2 separate regions of the Gossypium arboreum genome follow, and region 1 is linked to region 2. The links are chromatin contacts, called in public Hi-C maps. All regions are on one chromosome and are shown on one strand. Each heading gives the region's core, a stretch centred on a gene start, on an enhancer-like site or on the middle of the called end of the contact. The rest is flanking DNA. Distances are from core to core; before and after follow the strand shown.

Region 1 (4,225 bases), core at 298-2,797, 240 kb after region 2:
TCTGTACATGTTGCACTTTAACTATCCAGTCCCTTTTGAGCATTCCCTTGGCAGCGCGCAAAACTCCACTTCCCTGATTCTCTGCCTCGCATCCTAGGAGCATCTGGACAGCAGTTGCACTATCAATTTCCAACACCACTCGTCGACCGCCCATTTGCCAAGCCTGCACCAAGCCATTTTAGACATCCCAAGCTTTTATTTCCATCACCTTATTTCCATCACCGAACATATCTCGATACTCCTGGAATAACCCCGCAACTATTGTCCATGAGAATCTCGAATAACCCCGCCACTAGCTGCTATCCTATCGCCAGTTCTGAGGGCTCCATTCGAGTTCACCTTGTACCATCCATCTGCTGGCCTTTCCCATTTCTCCACCCTACGTTCTCCCCTCCTAGTGATAGAATTCAAGCTATTAGTCCCACATCCCATCACTCCTTCCTTCGGCTCAGAACCCCATCATGGTCTTTGTAGTAAGTCAAACAGCATCCCATTTCTCTGTTTCCAAAGGTGCCAACAGACCGCTCCAAAGATCACCTCCTAGTCCTGTGAAGCCTCATCTGACAATTTTTAGATTATTTTATATAAAAATAAATTTAAAAATATAATAAATCAACTACATTAAAAACATTAAAATAAATATTTCCTAATAAATTAAAAAATATTTTTTCCTTAAATAATATAAAATGATTACAACTTAATAAGCTAATGTCTCTAAAATAATAGTAAAATTAACAATAAAATAAGATTTATGCAATATCTATCCAAACAATAAAAAATAAATATTAGCAATATAATAATAGAATGATAGTAAATAACAATAAAATAGAAGATTTGGGTCAAGCTAAAAATTTTATATGAGGCATAGTTTATCTAGAAAATAGGCTTTATCTTTTATCTAAATTCAATTTTCAGGCTTATAAATTTGTTTAAATTTCTCTCACTTTTTAGACGAGATTTTGAGCTTAGATAAATAGTTCTACCCATAATTAAGTTAAAAATGATTAAATTATAAATTTACTAATGGAGTGATGATGTTACAAATTTGCTGGTTCCCACATCTAACATTGGTTAAACTAACTTTTGTAAATAACTTGTTGAAGTTAAGTTACTATAAACTTATTAATAATTTAGTCTTTTAAGTACACCCCTTCTTCAAATGGTGTTTTGAGTGAGATTAGCTATATAGCTTGCTTTTTATTTGTTCATTTGTGTTTTTTTATTTCTGGGTTTATGGTTTTCGATGACAATGAGTCTAGAAACTCCACACATCCAGGGGTAGTTCAACTCAAGAGATTAACTATTTAGCTCCTCTTTTCTCAAATTCCGTAGAGAGAACCCTCAAATGGGCTTTCAGATTTCAAGCCCTTTCATGGAACAATGCAATAGATGTTTGAGGCTTTGAGCTATGAGCCATTAGAAAGCAGGGAAACTATAAAAAGTGCTGCCTGTGATAGAAAAAAGCATGAACCGTCTTTGCATTTAGACAAGTGAAAGGATATATATATATATATATATATATTATTTACAATTTTTAATGATTTTTAAGAATTTGTATACTTTAGTCCCCTGAAGTACACATTAAGCCTTTGGATTTAGGGATATTGAAGTTGTAAAATATTAATTGGAGGGTTTTTCTTTTTTTGAGTTGAATTGAGGCTAGTTAGGAGCTTAAGCGTGGGCACTTGATATCTTGTTGTAACCACTTCACCAAACTGAAGTAACTGCTTTGCCAATTGGGAGAATGTGTACACATACCACTGCCCACTAATTGATTTAAAGCTCTGTCCTTGTCCTCCCCAATCAAACATCAAATTCCAAAACCCTAAAATCTGAAAAAAATAAAAATAAAGGACCTCGTTATGAAATGGAATGGTGGCTGAAGCTTGTTAGATATAATCTGAATCATGGGTGGAAATGCAAAGATCAATTGCAGAATTATGTCTTATCTGAGTGGCAAGACAGTGAAGAACAAAACCATAATAGTTGGTCTAAAATCTGATAACTGCAGCCGAGAAATGCTGCTCCAGTTACTCTGCCTGCTTGTCAAGCCGGGTGACAATGTTTTAGCCGTACATGTCCAACAAATGAATGATGCTTTCGATCCCAACACTTTCCACATCCATGAAGATCTCTGTAAATCCAAACAGGTAAAAGTATGATTTAAGATAATCACATTACGGAACTGGACTTTTATTTATCTATTTGCCGATGCAGGTTGATTTTCTTGTTAAAATCTGTACTGGAAACTCCTACATCTCGGTGTTATCTCATCAAGTTCGAGAACATTATGCTACAATCCTTGCAATTGGATGCAACATTTCAGGGTAATGAGAAGACTGTTTAATGTTTAATGAATTTCCATGTGTTTCTATCTGATATTTCCATGGTTTTTGTTTTCTGTAGGCCAAAGGATTTGGCTGTAAGCACTTGTCTTAAAAGTTTGCCTCCCACATGCACCCTTTTGGTGATGGACGGTGCTGGGAGAATTGTAATCCGACAGCAGGGAACTTCCCAGCAAGGTTCTGCAGGTGTACCTTTTCAACCTTGTTTATCATCTTCCCAGGCAAACTCTGTGGTTGATCAATCGACAAGCTCCCGTCAGTTACAAAAGTCGTTGACGGTACCATTGTCTTCAGCATCACCGTCAACGTGTCGAATTGATAGCGAAGGACATTACATTCTCAAGAAGAAAGTTCCTGAACATCAGTTTAAAAAGTCATTCACTATGCCATCTTCTTCTGCATCATCGTCATCCACATGGCAAACCAGTGGTGGAGGCCAGCAGAATCTGAAGAAAAATGTGAATGTGACGAGGAGGTTTTGCAGAGTGGCATCCCAAGAAGCAGTGTGGTCCTGCAGACGGTTTAGACTGGAAGAGCTCAGTGTTGCCACGGATAATTTCAGCCCCACCATGGTGATTGGGAAGGGAGGAAATGCTATGGTGTATCAAGCTAATCTCGAGGATGGTCATGCTGCAGCTGTGAAAGTACTCAAAACCACACGTTGGTCTGCAAAGGATCTTCTTCGAGAAGTAGAGACATTATCCAGCATAAATCATGAGAACATAGTTGAGATAATTGGGTACTGTGATAGCAAAGAATTGCATGCAATTGTTTATAATCTTCTAAATGGAAGCTTGAAACAATGTTTAAAACAACTCAAGTGGGCTGAGAGGATGACTATTGCAATTGGTGTAGCCAAGGCCCTGGACTACCTTCACCATTCTTGTGACCCTCCCATCATTCATAGAAATGTGAATCCATCTAACATTCTTCTCTCTGATAATTGGCAACCGCAAGTAAGTATACACCCATGTTCAAATGTCTTTGATGCTTAATAGACAGTTTCTCTTTCAATTCGGCTTCTACTCTTAATACAGCCAACAATAGAACCTTAAATCTGAAGTGTATGCTGAGATATATGCATCTGTTTCAAGATGCATTTTATAAAGCGAAATAACTTTACCTACTCGCAACTTATGCCGGATATCTTTTGTAGCTCTCGGGTTTTGGAGCAGCTGTAGTGCATAATCAATCTTATCAAGTCTCGGCAAACACAAAGCCAATTGACATTGTTAGGACATTTGGATACTTGGCACCAGAATACATGGTGTGTGGAAAGATTGATGAAAAGATAGATGTTTATTCCTATGGGGTTGTGCTACTGGAACTTATTACAGGGAAAGACGCTATTCAAAGCAACCAGAGAAACCATGAAAGCTTGGTGCTTTGGGTAATATATTGACATGTTATACCATAAATCAAGTTTTTATGTCTAAAAGCTTTAAGTTTTACGGTGTAACTATCTTTCAGGCAAGATCTTTACTACGGTTTGGCCTATGTGAGCATCTAGTTGATCCTTTCTTGAACCAAAATTACAAGAAGGAAGAGATGGAAGTAATGATGTTTATAGCACGCCTTTGCCTCATGCATTCATCTTCCCAAAGGCCAACAATGAAGATGGTGAAATTTCTTTTTTTATTTTTAGATAAATTTTGCTTTTCAATCACTTCGGTCATCGTCTATCATCTTTGAATTCTACCATAATCAATTAATATAGAGCTGTACCGATCAATGAGGATCATGTTATTTGCTTTGTTTGGACAGATACTAAGGTTATTTGAGGACTCAGAGTACTGGCTAGAGATGCAAAGGGAGAAAGATCAACTCCTAAATGGACTTGGTTCCATAGGTGAAACAGATATGTTGAGACGATACGGGTT
Region 2 (4,538 bases), core at 1,415-3,914:
TTGACAACATCATCAGGACAGCTAGTGTGCATTGCCCTAAGGCAACCACCTATGGAGGAATCATATGCTGAGCTCCTGAAAAGCAAAAATGGTAGAATACTAAGAATTAAAGCTATAAAAAAAATTTTAGCCCCAAATGTCAATAATATAAAAATTTTATATGAAGAATAAGTAATCAGATTCAAGCATGCATGTAACTACTTAGAACTCTAGTTATAACCCTCTACACAATCTAAACCTCCAAAAAGGCATCCATAATTTCCCCAAAAATAGAGAAAAAGGTCAGAAATCCTCATATAACATTAAAACCCATATGTCCATTAGGTGCCATATGAGTTGACCACCAAGCTTTTGTAATCTTTCAGATAGAGTACAATATTTAATACTCATTAATTAATGATAAGCACTCTATTGAGACATAAGATGCTTGGAATTGATAAAAATAGGCCATGAAGAAACCATGTGAATCAGAAGTTTGCCATTTGAAATTACCAACTAACGGGCACAATATAATACACTATCCATCAAGGTCACAAACCTAATTAAACCTATACAGGATAAGGTTATGTCCCAACTCCCAAGAATTAGATGTCAATCTTTGGGTCAGAATTTTTTAAGTATTTCATATGGTTCCTACATATTTGGATTGTGTCCTCTTAGGAACATTATATTCATCAACTATAATTTCTAGTAAAATAAGCATCAGAAATCAGAAGGCACACCTGAATACAGGGAGTCCCTCTTTGTCCTCACCTAAAATGGTGGATATTGATTGGATTAAGTTCTGATGAGGAACAGTGTCATAACTCATCACTGATCCAATGACACGTGCAAAGTCAAAACATGCCTTCCAAAAAAATTAAATTGTCAGCCACAGTAACGAGAGGATTTTAGAAACCGTGTGAACAAACTAAATAACCAAGATGTAAAAATTGTGTTCAAGAAGCTCGTTGCCAAACATACATATAACCCACCATTTGCAAATCAGCATCTCCGTAACATAAAAGAGAGCATGCAGCAGAAACAAATGATGTATTCATGAGACCTTCTACATATAGTGTTCCTTCAGTTAAACATTTGCTAAGAAACTTTATAATCCAAGTTGCAAAAGGCAGCCACCTGTCTCTGCCCAAGAGGTTAATCAAGATGCCAGGGCCATCAATGGGTTTATTGCTCGTTGGTAGATCACAGAGACATGTAGAATCACTTAAATTTCCAGAAAAGGACCTATGGAAACACTTCAAATGTAATCTGGTGGCTTCTGTAATTCTTGAGTTTTCCGAAGAGAGGGATGCTATACGCAAAATATCTGGAAGGATATAAAGGGGTGTTAGTTCTCTTTTTTGTTTCCATATGCATTATGGTCAGAATGCCAAATAAAAGAGGCATCATGGATTAGACCAAACATAAATCATAAAATAGAATTAGTCAATTACATAAGAGAGCAGTGAAAGCATAATAATATCAATTGAAATGCTGAGCACTCCTTTTACCTTCAATGGCACACATGGCATCAATGAAAAGTGTTCGATATGCATCTCGAGATCCGGTACGAAGCAGCGATAGAAGGGGTCCAACTGTTTCAAAAATCACTCCATGTCGAGAACTGAAATGCATAGATAATTCTTGAAAATACGGGAAAAAAGAAAGGAAAACATAAAAGAGAAGGCACAAAAATGCAATGAACAAATTTAACAAAACACAAATGCATGATGAAAGAGAATCCTAAAAAAGGCTTTGAACAATGGAGTGTTATTAAATAGCCAACCTAAATGCAGGTTCAGCAAAAAAGGGCAATATCCGACCAATCAGGGGCAAAACTGCACTAGGTTTGCCATGGTAAAAAACTCCAGGAAAATTCCTTGCTGTGTGAGAAATGAGCTTCAGCACAGCTATAACTTCTCGTTCATTGGCTGCAACAAGTGTAACAGCAACAACAATAAATTATTTATAGCAGAAGTCGCAAATTTCATGAGAATCCATTAAAAAAAGAGAAAGAAAAGCTAACTTATTAGCTATCAGTTCGCTCAGAAAAGAGAAAGAAACGGAAAGGGAAAGGGAAAAAAGTAAAGCGCTTTTCTCTATAGTTTAATACTTGAATCTTGAACAACATCGAAACTTAATTTTATTACAACACCACTTAGAAAGCTAACCTTCTTTTACTTAAATCTTATATTCTTTCGCAATCTAGTGCCCAAACTTAAGAAACCGAGAAAACCCAAAAGAAAAACCCAGCAAGTAAAAATCCCCACATTTCATGAAGATCCAAAAGAAAAGGAAGGATAAGAAAAATACCAGAAGAAGAAGGAACAACGTAGCCGTTAAGAAGATTGGGAAGAACAGCACGGAACTTGGTCTCCAAAGCATCATCGTCAGCGCAAGTGCTAAGGTTGTTGTTTGGAGGAGTGGAAGGAGTTGCTGCAATGCGTTCACGAAGTGCGTGAACCAAACTCGACAGAATTCTACTGTTACTAGTATTAGCCATTGCATATCTTCTCCGCTCCCTTTCACTTTCGGACTCCGAGTTTCCAAACCTTGGGATTTTGGCCCTTTTTCCCTCTTTTCACTCTCGCTCTGTTGCCACTACGCTTTGCCGCTTTGTTGTTACCCACGCTTGTTTCTTTTATTTTTTTAAATTCTCTTGTTGGATCGGATCCGTAAATATGTTATGTCTCGAGTAAAGGGGTTCATGGCCGGGTCGGATTATGCTCTAATTTAAGTATGCTTTTTATAAATCCAACCAGTTTCAATTTTTTATTTTGTTCTAATATCTCTTCTTTTTTATTTGATATGTAATAATTTTATCTATAAATAAATTTCTTATATTTCAATTATAATTTTATTAAATTTTTAATATAAACAATTTAATATTTTTTATTTTATACTATAATTTAGAATATAGTATATTTAATTTTTTATATGGTATACTATATATTATATAAAAAAAAAACAATATATTAAAAATTAAAATGGATCGAATAGTGCTCAAGCTTTTAATATCAAAGCTTAAGTTCAGTCCATATTTTAAATGAGTCTATTTTTTTTTGTCAAAACTTATTATTGCATAGATGTCTGCTCACGCTAGCACGTTTGTATCTCTATTTGTCTGCTCACGGTAGCACGTCGTCTTTTTTTGTCTGATTTCTTTTGAATTTCTTTTTTTTTCTATTTAGGTCATCACCATTTTATTATCTTTGTTTCGAACAATGGAAAAAAAAACTTATTGATTTGAGTATAAAAGATGGTGAAGAAAAGGCTTGGCAGTTTTCTAATGGATCTTATTTGCAAAAAAAAAGGCATATGAGTTTAGCCTTGTTGGTTGTTTTCTTACGGCAAGTGTGGTACATTTCCCCATGATGCAAAATAAAATGGTAGATCCCTGGCATCCATTACAGGATACTAATTTCATTTTTGAGGGGAAAACATTTTTTATTCAAATTTTTTCATTAGCTTAATATAGATCAAGTGATCAATAATGCCATATGGACTTTCAATAACCATCTTTTGGTATTTCATTGATTAAAGGAGGATCAGAATTCGATGCAAGTCCCCTTGGATTTCTTGTCTTTCTGGGTTCAAGTATATGGTTTACCTCTTGGATTATTTTCTGAAAATGTTGCTAGACAATTCAGAAATTTCATTGGAGTTTTTATAGAGTATGACTCAAAACAACAAAGTCACGGGTATAAAAAAATTTATAAGGATCCAAGGTCAAGTAGATGTTCGACTTCCATTAAAGAGACGGAAGAAAATAAAGATTTCTCAATCAAACTTTGTTTATGCAAATTTTAATATGAGAAGTTAACACTTTTCTATTTTCTTTGCGGATACCTAAGACATGGTGATAAGTTTTGTCCAATTAGATTAGCGCATAGGCTACAAAAACTGGAGTTAGATTAGAACTTGTCATTGAAAGCACCATCGAGGAGGGCTACCACCATGACCAGCATTTGGCTTTGTGAGGAAGGCGATGCAGATTTCTTGAATGACAAATTTGGAAAGCAAGATTCGAGGAAGAATTTATGAAAATTAGTGGGCAGGAATCATGGCATAAAATTAATCCCATATTGGGGTTTAATTTGGAAGGGAATTTAAATCCCACGGAAAGGAAAGTGGTAGGTTGTTCAAGTGGGTTGGGCAGGGACATTATGGACCATGATTTTGAAAGACAACCCATTAGAAGGTATTAAAGGCAAGAAAAGACTAAGATCGAATTTTTTGGGCTCTATAGTTTCTAAGTATTTAGATTCACTGGAGTCGTTGATGGGTGTGACAAAGCCCTACCTCAAAGGATATCGACGGCTGCTAAAGGGCAAGTTGACTAGACGCAATAAAAATTATTTACTAGAATGTCCATGGTTTGGGGAACTCACGGGCTGTTCGAGGAATTCAGCATGTGCTGAAACTCTATCATCCCCAACTCGTCTTCTTTATAGAGGCAAAATTAAATTCAAACCGTATAGAAAAAATTAGAAAAATGTGTGACTTTCAGTGTGGGATTGATGTATTGGTTGATGGTACTCGTGAATGTCTCAATC

The links. Hi-C and Micro-C count contacts between places; a contact is called where the count stands out from the background.
Region 1: a contact with region 2 is called in a Hi-C map of leaf, with 3 times the contacts expected there. The contact joins the promoter of LOC108477288 here to the promoter of LOC108479698 in region 2. A contact is called at or near these places in 3 of 5 Hi-C or Micro-C datasets (all in leaf).

What each region holds. Positions count from the first base shown.
Region 1 is chr12:6,589,573-6,593,797 of ASM2569848v2, forward strand. LOC108477288 (PTI1-like tyrosine-protein kinase 2) reads left to right here and starts at 1,548. Exons shown (of 6, transcript XM_017779793.2): 1 at 1,548-2,150; 2 at 2,218-2,327; 3 at 2,407-3,301; 4 at 3,502-3,735; 5 at 3,816-3,965; 6 at 4,110-4,225. The coding sequence starts at 1,908.
Region 2 is chr12:6,348,616-6,353,153 of ASM2569848v2, forward strand. It overlaps LOC108479698 (serine/threonine-protein kinase ATR), which reads right to left and starts at 2,665. Exons shown (of 15, transcript XM_017782435.2): 1 at 2,296-2,665; 2 at 1,769-1,913; 3 at 1,494-1,606; 4 at 975-1,309; 5 at 723-847; 6 at 1-75. The coding sequence starts at 2,485.